2 separate regions of the Zea mays genome follow, and region 2 is linked to region 1. The links are chromatin contacts, called in public Hi-C maps. All regions are on one chromosome and are shown on one strand. The core of a region is the stretch at or near the end of the contact, and the rest is flanking DNA. Distances in the headings are between cores, read along the strand shown. Region 1 holds the start of LOC103647645 (putative E3 ubiquitin-protein ligase RF298). Region 2 holds the start of LOC100274280 (Signal peptidase complex subunit 3B).

Region 1 (2,933 bases), core at 274-2,773:
GACACACTGAGTCTTGTCCGATACCGAGGGTTCGGTATTTGATACATTCGGGCTTGCTTGTGCCGTTGATGAATCAGCTTTTATAGCACCATACGAGCCAGGTGGCACTGGGGTAAGTTTTCCACGGAAAGTAACGCCAGTCTGCGGGTTGGTAATAGAAACTGACAAATTTGAACCTGAACCGGGTTCGTAGTTTCCCGCGACTGGTTGGGCAATAACTTGAGCAGACACAGCTGGGAGGGAGAAACTGTTATAGTCCATGGCACATGCATTTGCCACATTCATATCCGACATAAGCAAGCAATACATTACATCGCCTGGGGTGTTGAATGGCTGAGCCTCAGTTACCAACGTAACCATACTGCCAAGCACAGCCTCCTCAATCTTCCTCATGTCTTCAACAGAGGCACCCTCCCTTGGCAACATGTCCCCTTCCGTCTTGAGAACCTCAACCGCCGCCTCTCCAAACCCAGCAAGGCTCTCCCTCCAGTCGTATTGCGCAGCTGTCCGCATAATAGCAGCACGTGCGGCCGCCTCAGAGTAGCCCATTGTGGTGATCAGACTCACACTATTGTCAAAGGTGGTGTCCAGACTCTTGAGAAGGATCTCCTCCAGCTGCATCTCATTTGGGTCACCCCAATTCACATATCGCTGGCACTCCAACAAGTCCTCCGCAGTAGGGTGGAGATCCTTGCAGTTTTCGCACGAGTTCTGGAGGAGGTCAAGGCTGACACCCTCAGCGGCGGCTACCGCGGCTGCCATGGCAACCTTCTCGGGCGACATAAACTCGAATCCCACGCAGTCCGTCGTCAGTGGGTACTCCAGCCCGAATGGGCCCAACTCCGTGGATGGTGTCTCGGCACGGTACTTTCGCTTATTCCGGCTGGCGGCCTTCTCTTGCGCCGCCGATGGCGGCGGCGGGGTCGCGATAGTAGACATCAAGGACGCGGCCCTTTTTCCCCCAAACGCAGAAGCGATGCGATGCAAACGAAAATAAGGATAAGTTCTTCACGGACGGATTGAACTGACAAGGTTGCCACGCGCATTATCAAGGAAAAAACCTGGAAAATTCAGAAAAGGGTATTGTAAGAATCGTGAAGCTTGGACGAATCAACAAACAACCAACGAAAAACTCCTATGCGCTGAGTCGTAAGATCAGATGGTCACGACGCCTTAATCCGATCTGGTACAGCCCGACGAGAGAATCAGGTGACGGATCGACACACGTACCGGATTGGATCGGACGGGATCGAGGCGGTGGCGGCGGCGGCTGGTGATCAGGGGATGGGCGATAAGCGTATGGCGAGATGGGGGTGAAGGGGAGGCGGAGGAAGAAGGGCTCTGATGTCTGATGAGAGGGGGAGGAGAGATGACTAGACGAGGAGGAGGACTGCAGGAGGCGTGCCTCGCTATGTAGGCCTCGCCGAGTCACACGAGTCACTCGCCAATCGCCACCACCAGCCAGACCTGGGAGAAACTGGGCTGGGTTCGGTAAAATCTCTATCCATTTCAGGCCCCAGCCGCATTCCGATATGAGGCTCAACCCTGTAAAGATATGGGCCCCTGTACGATGAATGACTATCCCAGTGATTGCAGCCATCGTGTTGTGTTATATTTCCATACCAAAGTTAGCCCTCCAAATCCCCAATCCGAATAGGCATCTGTTAGATGATGTATAATGTTTTGCTTACTTTTTTTACTTAACTTATTGTAGGATTTCCTACAGTATTTTTATTTTAGAGCAAGAATTTACAGAGCAAGGGGAGTAAGGGGGTTAGTTTACAATGCTTGTAACCAGGTTATAATGTCTTATGTTAACTGATCTCTCATTTTATATGTGATAAGGAGCAACTCCTTTTTGAACATATCTTTGCATAATTGTGTTGTTGGAGGGATACTGAAAGGGAATTAGGCTTACACCTAGTCCCTAATTAATTTTGGTGGTTGAATTGCCCAACACAAATATTTGAACTAACTAGTTTGCTCTAGTGCATAAGTTATACAGCTGCTAAAGGTTCACACTTAGCCAATAAAAAGACAAAGTATTGGGTTCAACCAAAGAGCAAAGGGACAACCGAAGGCATCTCTGGTCTGGCGCACCGGACTGTCCGGTGTGCCACCGGACATGTCCGGTGCACCAGAGGACTCAAACTTCGAACTCGTCACCTTCGGGAATTTCCAGAGGCGACTCCGCTATAATTCACCGGACTGTCCGGTGTACACCGGACATGTCCGGTGCTCCAAGGAAGAGCGGCCTCCGGAACTCGCCAGCCTCGGGAATTTATTGAAGCTGCTCCGCTATAATTCACCGGACTGTCCGGTGTACACCGGACTGTCCGGTGTAACAGCGGGGCAACGGCTATTTCGGCGCCAACGGCTACCTGCGACGCATTAAATGCGCGCGCTGCGCGCGCAGTGGTCAAACACGCCCATGCTGGCGCACCGGACAATCTACAGCGCATGTCCGGTGCGCCACCGGACATCATGGCGGGCCCAGAGGTCAGAGCTCCAACGGTCGGAACCCAACGTCTTTGGTGACGTGGCTGTCGCACCGGACATGTCCGGTGCGCCATCGAACAGACAGCCTCACCAAAACGGCTAGTTTGGTGGTTGGGGCTATAAATACCCTCAACCACCCACCATTCATCGCATCCAAGTTTTCCACTTCCCAACTACTTACAAGAGCTCTAGCATTCAATTCTAGACACACTCAAGAGATCAAATCCTCTCCAAATTCCACATAACGTCCTAGTGATTAGAGAGAGAGATTTGCTTGTGTTCTTTCGAGCTCTTGCGCTTGGATTGCTTTCTTCTTTCTTGATTCTTTCATTGCGATCAAACTCACTTGTAATTGAGGCAAGAGACACCAATCTTGTGGTGGTCCTTGTGGGAACTTTGTGTTCCAAGTGATTGAGAAGAGAAAGCTCACTCGG
Region 2 (2,933 bases), core at 256-2,755, 160 kb after region 1:
GCCTTTAAGCCAGCCGCTTGGGCAGCTGAAACTGTTCGGCTGGCAGCGTGCACAGTATTTTGTCTCAAAAAAAACGCTAGCAGCAGCAGCCGAAGCAGCTTGCTTTAAGCCAGTCGAAGGTCTTATAATTTGGAACAGAGAGAGTATATGACATCATTACTGCAACCCTCAAGCAACTGGCAATTGCATGAGATTGCACTACAGTCCCAAACAGAAAACTCATGCCTTTATGGACAATTGTTGCAGGCTAATAGTAATTGATAATCATCTGAGGCACTATAATAAAGGCCCACGCCACAGGGTCACAAGTAATATATCGACTCATCAAGAATAATAATTGATAAACTTACTTGATTTAAAGCATTTTGTCGAGTCTCATACTCTGCTGCCACAAAAACAAATACCTAGAATCATGCAAGAAAAGTAAAGTTAAGCAGACAGAAGCGAAACCCTTCTAAAGTTTCACTTGAACAGCAAGCCACTAATAGATCAGGTTCTATAGAAATTAGTTGCAAAAATGTACAAAATACGCCCACTGAAATTTTCTGATGGCAGATTTCCATTATATTTCTCATAGATCATTCTTCAACAACTGAGAACACTATAACTCAGGCTAAAGCTTTCATTTGCTCAAGGACCTAGACAGCAACGAGAGAGTGCTTCCTGTGCTCGAGGATTCCTCTTCAGTTACTTTTCAGTGTTGACCTCATACATAAATCTAAAATCATACTTTCCAGTGCAGTAAAACATAGTAATGATGTGGAAACTGTAAACGGTGAACATGAGGGGAATGGGTATGGAGTGCCAGAAATACACATTACCTGTTTTGTGTTCCACGTGAAAAGAGATGAAAGGTCAGCCGAAATGTTCAGCGTCATGCTGACCTGAACGAACAAAGGATAGGAATTAATCGTTAGAAATTCGAGGCACATATCTGACACAACTAGTCTGATGCGAGTTTTGATTAATTTGCAAACAAAAAAAAGGAAGCGGATATGAGTTACCTCGTCATTGCCGTTGGCCTCCTTCTGGAACCAGTTTATATTCAAGATCTGTGTAACCCAGACGATGAGGACCCCGTTAGCATGACACATGAAGCTTGTACAAGCAGATCGAGGCGGCCACGCTCGAAGTCACGAACTAAGATAGAGACGCCGCGGAGATCGGACACAAGGCAGGCGGGCAGGCTCAACGGGATTGAGAGAGACGCGGTGGGGCAGGGGAGAGGGGCGTGATACCTTGACGGATGCGGTGGGTGTCAGGGTGTTAAAATTGTCGGAGAAGGAGGCGGCGAAGCACATCGCGGCCAGTATGGTGACCGCAAACGTTGCCACCGCGTTGGCGCGGTGCCCAAACGAGTGCATCCTGTCGCGGCTCCGCTTCCTCCCTTACCGCGCCACAGCAGCCGAGATCGCCGGACCTCCCCTGCCGCTGCTACTCCCTCCTTCCTCCTGTCGCGGCGGCGCCGGCGACTTCACTGCCGTTTCCTTCTCTGTCTTCCTTTTTTCGGGAAGTGCTTCCGGAAGAGAGAGAAGTTAGCCCGTGCAGTGCAGATCCCCCTCGATCAGCTGGGACCCGCGCGTCGGTGAGAGCGGCGAGCATGACATGGCGCGCGCTTATTGGTCGACGCACGTCACGGAGAGTGGCTCAGACAGTCAAGACTCAAGCGTTCAGGGTGTACTTGGGCCAATAAATAGGCCTATAGCGGCCCATTTGTATGAGTCGACCCATTCCTAGTTGGCAATGGAAGGCTCGGCCTAGCCCAGTGGAGAAAAAGAGTGACCGCGACACATCCGAGACGGAAAACTAGCGTTTTAGGGCATGTTTGGTTTCATGTCTAACTTGCCACAATTTACCTAACGTTTTTGACTAAAGTTAGTTTTTCAATTTAAACAACTAAACTTAGATAAAGTATGGCGTAGTTAGCTACGAACCAAATAGACCCTTAGTTTCGTACATAAGACGTCACACATTTTATGCATGAAATCAAACAGCCCCTAGTAGAGGCTTCTTAAAAAAAGAAGATTGTCCTGTTTGGGCATGTCACAATTAGCAGTCCGGCAGCACTAACCAGCATCCACCGTTGTTGCTCCCACACGCACCGCAAAACCCAGCGCACGGGCCGTCTGGCGGCGCCCACGTCTTGGGTGTCACCACACACACCGCCGAATATAGATGGTCTATTGGCACTAATACGATAAGTCAGCTCAGGCACGACAAGATCTTGTATTTAATCGCTTAACCAAATTTGTCTAATTGTTATCCTCCTAATGGTGCTTTTACTGAATTTTCTAATTGAATTCACCCTACGTCAATTGAAGTATGAGACACACTAAGGGCTAGTTTAGAAACTCTATTTTTCTAAAGAAATTCATATTTTCCTAAAAAATAAACATTTTTTCTTGAAAAATGGAAATATCTTAAATAAATGGGATTCTCAAACTAGCACTAAATGGATTTGCTATGTTGCATCTTTTCTATACTTGAAAGTGCCTGCTTTGTGGTTGTCAGGGGCGGATTTGGACCCCGGGCCACTGGGTCGTGGCCCAGGGCCCAGCCCAAAGGTTCTCTTATATATAGGTTTTTTTAGCCAAAAAATTAGTCTAAAATACATTTCATTCAAAAATGTGGCTCAAAAGATCTTCTGCTTGCAGCGATTGAGTCTGGCACTGGCGGCCTTTCTCAGACGCTTGTTTTAAATGTTACTACCGTTCTTAAATATTTATCGTCCGCTAATTCATTTTTAAACTAAAGCACGACAAATAAAAAGACGGAGTAGTACATCATTATATTTGTAGAGTGGTATGAGATGTTAATTTTATAGAGCTCTGCCACGGGTGGTTGTGAAGCTATTCAGACGAGCCTATTGTTTGACAAGGTTGGGTAGCCCTCTGCGATTTGCATGTGCTAATTCTTGTTTTGGTCAGTTTTGC

What was found. Hi-C and Micro-C count contacts between places; a contact is called where the count stands out from the background.
Region 2: a contact with region 1 is called in a Hi-C map of ear, with 2.4 times the contacts expected there. The contact joins the promoter of LOC100274280 here to the promoter of LOC103647645 in region 1. A contact is called at or near these places in 6 of 25 Hi-C or Micro-C datasets (bundle sheath, ear, leaf and 2 more) and 1 of 3 datasets of contacts at active chromatin or transcription factors (leaf).

What each region holds. Positions count from the first base shown.
Region 1 is chr2:204,448,051-204,450,983 of Zm-B73-REFERENCE-NAM-5.0, forward strand. It overlaps LOC103647645 (putative E3 ubiquitin-protein ligase RF298), which reads right to left and starts at 1,524. Exons shown (of 3, transcript XM_008672149.2): 1 at 1,231-1,524; 2 at 1-1,061. The coding sequence starts at 939.
Region 2 is chr2:204,607,773-204,610,705 of Zm-B73-REFERENCE-NAM-5.0, forward strand. It overlaps LOC100274280 (Signal peptidase complex subunit 3B), which reads right to left and starts at 1,506. Exons shown (of 6, transcript NM_001148644.1): 1 at 1,239-1,506; 2 at 1,005-1,052; 3 at 822-884; 4 at 351-404. The coding sequence starts at 1,364.